2 separate regions of the Macaca mulatta genome follow, and region 1 is linked to region 2. Evidence: chromatin contacts called from public Hi-C data. All regions are on one chromosome and are shown on one strand. The core of a region is the stretch at or near the end of the contact, and the rest is flanking DNA. Distances in the headings are between cores, read along the strand shown.

Region 1 (3,167 bases), core at 179-2,678, 170 kb before region 2:
GGTAGAGGGAGAGGAGAGTCAGGGGAGCCGCGGTGGGGGTTAAGCCCCCTCCTCCCTCCAGGGCAGGGAACAGGAGGGTCCCTCACGGCCGTGGGGAGGTTGGCAGTCTGGAGCCAAGTCCGCCTCCCGCTCCCCTCCCCCGGTCTGGAGCAACCTTGGGAATTTCTGCCAGGAGGGAGGCCACGGCTGATAAACCCGGGGGCTTTTGGGGGGACGTTCCTGCTGTCTGATGGCCTCCCCTTCGAACAGCCTGTAGGCGGGGGCTCTTTCCTGTGGGAGGCCCCGGGGTTCTGCCCCGAGAACACGATTCTGGGGCCGCGGGAAAAGTGTCTTCTCCTCCGGCTCCTCTTTTTCCCAAACCTCGCAACAGCAGCTGGTTCCACACCGCACCGGCTCTGGGCACGCAGGCGACAGGGAGACCTCTGCACGCTCCCCACCCAATACAAGCGTGTGTCTCCATCACAGCTCCACAAGTGTGTTTCGGCTCTAGTGCTTGGGTGCATGTTGTGTGTCCATGGCGTCAACATGAGTGTGCAAGCGAGCATGTGTGTAGACAGGTGAGTCCTGAGCTTCTCAGTGTGGGTGTGTGTCAGCGCCTGTCTTGATGTACAGACACGGGTGAGCGTATCTTGAGTTTGTGCGTGAAGGGTGTGGGTGCAGGCACCAGTGCACCGGTGGGCACGTCTCCGTGTGCATGTGTGTGCGAGTGCGACTGCACGGACGCTGCCGTGTGTGCGCCAGCACAGGTACAGGTGTACGTACGGGTCCGTGTGTCTTTGTACAAGGATGTCGACGTGGATCTGAGTGTCGTTGCCTGCGCGCCGCTGCTGCTCTCCAGCCCCCGGCGCTGTCCGCTAAAGGCCCTCCTCCCGCTCTTCTCTTGTCCCGGCCACCCAGGGGTCTGAATCCAGCCACTCACCGTGGCGGCGGCTCTGGTTGCGGCTTCTCTCCGCGCCCGACCCACCTGGGACCGGTCGCGACACCTCGCCGGCCAGCAGGGCTTGGGGCCGGGAAAGCCCCTTCTCGGCCCCCCGGAGGGGGGAATTCCCATGACGTTTCCGTGCGTCACGCCTCGCGCCCTTTTTCATTGGCTGAAAGTTTAACTCTGGACTGGCGCAGCCAACCCGGAGCGACTCGGGCGCGCCCCTGAGAGGGGACAGGCTCACTCAGGGTAGGGAGCGGGGCGACAGGCCACCAGGCGCGACAGGCCACCAGCGGGGCGACAGGCCACTAGTTCGGCCGGCTAGGGGACCGCCGAGAAGGTACCCGCTGACCCAGCGCCACCTTGGGCCGGGAGCTTCCGCTGCAGCTCGGCTTTGGCTGCGCCTAATGCTTGACTTTCTCCGAAGCGGGGGAACCCCAGGGGGAAGCCGACGGCCCCAGCCCTCGGGGCCCCCACCCTGAGCGGCGGGCTGCCGGGAAGTTAGCGGAAGAGGAAGGAAGTTGCTTTTGCGGTCGGTCCCGGGCGCCCTCTGGCGGCCTTCATGAGGCCGCAAGGAGACTCCATTTGGCCCAGGCCCCTGTCTCGCTTTGTCTCATCAGCCTCAGGGTTCCGGGAGAGACAGTCCGGACCTCGGACTTTTATAGAAGTGATAGGTTCCCAGCGGGCCAGGACTCAGGAGCTCTGCGCAGGAGAAGGGAAATTAAGTGTTTATCCACCACGGAGATCTGGAATATTAGAACTGAAAAAGGCATCCAGAGTTTAAACAGCTCAAATTTCCACCGATGTGGGAAATCGCCTCTTTTTTTTTAGTCTCAGACTGGAATGCAGTGAGGCGCTTTTGGCTCACTGCAACCTCCGCCTCTTGGATTCAAACCATTCTCCTGCCGCAGCCTCCCGAGTATCTGGGATTACAGTGCCCACCACCAAGCCCGGCTAATTTATGTATTTTTAGTAGAGTTGGGATTTCACCATGTTGGTCAGGCTAGTCTCGAACTCATGTCCTCAGGTGATCCGCTGGCCTCCGCCTTCCGAAACGTTGGGATTACAGTCGTGAGCCACCGCACACGGCCTATTTCATTTATTTATGTTTTTGAGACAGTGTCTCGCTCTGTCACCCAGGCCTGGAGTACAGTGGCGCGATCATGGCTCACTGCAACCTCGAACTCCGGGGTGCACTGATTCTCTCACTCTCCTGAGTAGCTGGGACTACAGGTGCACACCACCACACCTGGCAAATTTTTAAATTTTTAGTGGAGATGGATCTCACTACGTTGCCTAGGCTGGTCTTAAACTCCTGGGCTTAAGTGGTCCTCCTACTTTGGCCTTCCAAAATGCTTGGATTACAGACGTGAGCCACTGTGTCCTGCCAAATTGCCTCTTATAGACCTTCCAGTTTCCATCTGAACACTTCTAGAGGCAGTGAGGTCAGGACAGGAATTCACCAAGTATCGAGTACATGAGTGGACCTCTCTCTGGTCAGTAGCGTTTCTCCTTAGCAGGTGCCATGAGTAATCTCCATGCCTGGAGTCCTCCTCCCTTAGGCTTATGGTAGAACATAGGCTATCTGGGATCTTTCCTGCAGCTTGCCCCAGACGTTTTTAAGAACAGAATCACAGGCCTGCACTGGCACTAAGAGAGACTATTATGGCTCTCGATTTGGGCTGTCTGTTTCCTATTACTTCCCCACCCCCCTTCATCTTGCCTGCAAATATAGTGTCCCAGGCACTAGGTTCGAGTACTTTAGAAGTTCTCATTCTCCCTCCCAACAACCCTAGGAGGTGAATATTACCTTTACTGATGAAGAAATCAAGGCTCAGAGAGGTGGAGTAACCAAACACACAGCTAGGAAGGGGCAGAGCCAGGATTCAAACCCAATCTGTTGACTCCAGGATGAAGCTCTTTCCCCTAAATTTATATAAAACAAAGCAGCCCTTTCCACCTTACTGTGGGCCTCTCAAACAAATATCGTAAGATTCTGCCAAACAATTTGCTGAAATCCAGATATGTTGTCTACTACATTTCTCCGGTAAGTCAGATTCCTAACCCTATTTAAAATGGACTAAGGCCAGACATGGTGGCCCACACCTGTAATCTCAGCACTTTGGGAAGCCAAGGCTTGTGGATCATTTGAGCCCAGGAGTTCGAGACCAGCCTTGGCAACATGGTGAAACCCCGTCTCAAAAAATATAAAACTTGGCCAGTCTCATAACTAGGTCTCTAAATA
Region 2 (3,066 bases), core at 372-2,871:
CCTCTGTGCCCTTAGGCTGCTATTTCCCCATTCTATCCTAAGGAGCCCCATGCAGCCCCAGCTTTATGGCTGGGGCTGAGAAATGTGGCAGGGAATTTACGGGGAAACGCTGCTGGGACCCAGCTAAGCCGGAGATTTTACCCCCGTTACCCTGGTCTCTGTCTTCTCTCGCCTCCAGAGACCTCCCTCCATGGAGTTCGGCCTGCTCAGCGAGGCAGAGGCCCGGAGCCCTGCCCTGTCGCTGTCAGACGCGGGCACTCCGCACCCCCAGCTCCCAGAGCACGGCTGCAAGGGCCAGGAGCACAGCGGTAAGCGCGCCCCCTTCCGGGAGTGCAGGAGATAACAGCTTCATCCCCAGTGCGGGTGGGACCCCGGCTGCGCAGCTCAGGTGGGAGCCAGCGGGTGGCTTAGGAGGTCCCGGAGCCCGAGAATCCGTGCAGGCTTGGGCGCCCTGTGACCTGCCCCCACCCTGGCCCCCCAGACTCAGAGAAGGCCTCGGCTTCGCTGCCCGGCGGCTCCCCCGAGGACGGCTCGCTGAAGAAGAAGCAGCGGCGGCAGCGCACGCATTTCACCAGCCAGCAGCTGCAGGAGCTGGAGGCGACCTTCCAGAGGAACCGCTACCCCGACATGAGCACGCGCGAGGAGATCGCCGTGTGGACCAACCTCACCGAGGCCCGCGTGCGGGTATGCTCTCCAGACCCGCGACTCGCACCCGCGCGGGCCCTCCGCACTCAGCCTGCGACCCGGCGGCCAGCGGTTCCACCCCACCTTCCCCTCCCCCGGACCCCGGACCCTGGCTCCGGGCTGCAGCCCCATGCGGCCTCTTGCCCGCCAACCTCCAGCCTTTGCTCCCACTGCTCCCTAGTACCCGGACCGCGCGCTTCTTCGGCCCTGACACCGTCTCTCTTTCCCCTATCCACCCCTACTCGACCTCATCCTACTGTCCCCCCAGACTCTGGCGCCAATGACTCGGTCCTGCCGCCCGCGCCTTCTGTTCTCCGACCCCGGACTCCGTGCACTCCTTCCCTCCTACCCCGTCTCCAGCCACCTCATCTCGTTTATTGACCGCAGGGCCCCGGATGGTAGCCTCGTCGGGGTGGCCCGCCCTCCAGCCGCTGGGACTTGGCCCCGAGCCCTGACCGCCTTTCTCCCGTGCCCGCAGGTGTGGTTCAAGAACCGGCGCGCCAAATGGCGGAAGCGCGAGCGCAGCCAGCAGGCCGAGCTGTGCAAGGGCAGCTTCGCGGCGCCGCTCGGGGGGCTTGTGCCGCCCTACGAGGAGGTGTACCCCGGCTACTCGTACGGCAACTGGCCGCCCAAGGCGCTTGCCCCGCCGCTCGCCGCCAAGACCTTCCCATTCGCCTTCAACTCGGTCAACGTGGGGCCTCTGGCTTCGCAGCCCGTCTTCTCGCCACCCAGCTCCATCGCCGCCTCCATGGTGCCCTCCGCCGCGGCTGCCCCTGGCACCGTGCCAGGGCCTGGGGCCCTGCAGGGCCTGGGCGGGGGCCCCCCCGGGCTGGCTCCGGCCGCCGTGTCCTCCGGGGCCGTGTCCTGCCCTTACGCCTCGGCCGCCGCCGCCGCCGCGGCTGCCGCCTCCTCCCCCTACGTCTATCGGGACCCGTGTAACTCGAGCCTGGCTAGCCTGCGGCTCAAAGCCAAACAGCACGCTTCCTTCAGCTACCCCGCCGTGCACGGGCCGCCCCCGGCAGCCAACCTCAGTCCTTGCCAGTACGCCGTGGAAAGGCCCGTATGAGCGGCCCCGCCTGTAGATCATCCCCGAGGGCGGGGGCGACGATTCACAGCCTCCTCGGACTGGGGTCGTTTTGACTGGCTTGCTCCCGCCCCAGGGTCTAAAAGGGGTGTTTGGTCAGCTGGGGGGCGCCGGCTTAGGAGAGGGCCTTCCCCTCCCAGCCCTGAGGGGTGGACTGGGCCCTATACACAGACCGCGCCCCTGGGACTAAAGCCAGGAACAGGGACCAGCTTCCCGGGGGCCAACTCACCCTTGGCCCATCCCGCCTTCTCCAGGCTTCCCCTCCCTCGTTTTCAAAGATAAATGAAATAAACGTGCGCGGACTGTCGAAGGCGTGATGATTCAGAGTTGCGGTTGAGTCTTCTTCCCTTCATCCTCCCCCACTGTCTACAGGCGAGCTGGAGGTACAGGAACGAAGTGAGGGTCCAGGCTTCCAGGGATTCAGTCCCACTCACCACCTGCCCCCACTCCAGGTCGGGGCAGCCCGGGATTCTTGAAGCAAAGAGGTGCGTGAGTGCGGGGGACGTGGGAAACCAGCTACCGGGCTGGCATCGGCCACAGCCGGTGCTGCGGCGCCACCTCGTGGTCTCAGGGAGGCTAGCTGGTAGATCTGGTCTCCAATGCTTGTAGGTGTCAGCTCTGCTATTCAGGGAGCCTATGACTTTAGATAAAGTTACTCCGCCTTTCTGAGCCTGTTTCTCACTGTTCCTATGAGGGGCTTGGTCCTCTAACAGCAATAAAATTCTGGTCTGTAACAACATTTATTAAGTGCCTACCAGGCCTAGGATTCTTTCAGTGTCTGTGTGTGTGCCTCTCACCCTTCCACACACCCTCAGGCGTCCCACCTGCCGATCATCCCCTTGGTAGCAGCGCTCTTTCCCCCCAAATCCCCAAACTCTCAAAATTTTGTTGAAATATTTAATTTAAAAAAATAGAGCAAGAAGAAGAAAGATTTCTGGATAGAAATTAAACAACTCAGCTCTTGGGACCCTCCTCCGTCCCACCCCCCATCCCAGGGCCTTCTTGGCCTTCACATTAAAAACAGAAACATCAAAGTAACAGACCACACCCCCATCCCAGGGTCACCCTTCTTGTCTCAAAAATTCCAGCCACCGTGGGGCACGCGTCCTCTGGGGAAACCATGCAGGTAAGGCAACCTAATCATTCTCCCAAAACTAAGCCCAGCCTCTTGGTGCCCTGAAGAAGAGAGAGACTGGAGCTTCACTGTTCTCTCCAACCCTTCACTGGCTCTTGGTCTTGGCTTTGACCTTGGGCTTGATGTAGGTCTGGCGGAAGAAGTGGGCAAAGAGGATGAAATA

Evidence for each region. Hi-C and Micro-C count contacts between places; a contact is called where the count stands out from the background.
Region 1: a contact with region 2 is called in a Hi-C map of fetal cortex germinal zone, with 3 times the contacts expected there. The contact joins the promoter of NFKB2 here to the promoter of GBF1 in region 2. A contact is called at or near these places in 2 of 14 Hi-C or Micro-C datasets (fetal cortex germinal zone and liver).

Annotation. Positions count from the first base shown.
Region 1 is chr9:114,505,364-114,508,530 of T2T-MMU8v2.0, reverse strand. NFKB2 (nuclear factor kappa B subunit 2) reads right to left here and starts at 1,428. Exons shown (of 23, transcript XM_077947422.1): 1 at 920-1,428.
Region 2 is chr9:114,340,405-114,343,470 of T2T-MMU8v2.0, reverse strand. It overlaps GBF1 (golgi brefeldin A resistant guanine nucleotide exchange factor 1), which reads right to left and starts at 1,621. Exons shown (of 41, transcript XM_077947385.1): 1 at 1,348-1,621. It overlaps ELOVL3 (ELOVL fatty acid elongase 3), which reads right to left. Exons shown (of 4, transcript NM_001194552.2): 4 at 2,652-3,066. The coding sequence ends at 2,989. PITX3 (paired like homeodomain 3) reads left to right here. Exons shown (of 4, transcript XM_077947410.1): 2 at 179-308; 3 at 482-684; 4 at 1,163-2,092. The coding sequence starts at 191. The coding sequence ends at 1,750.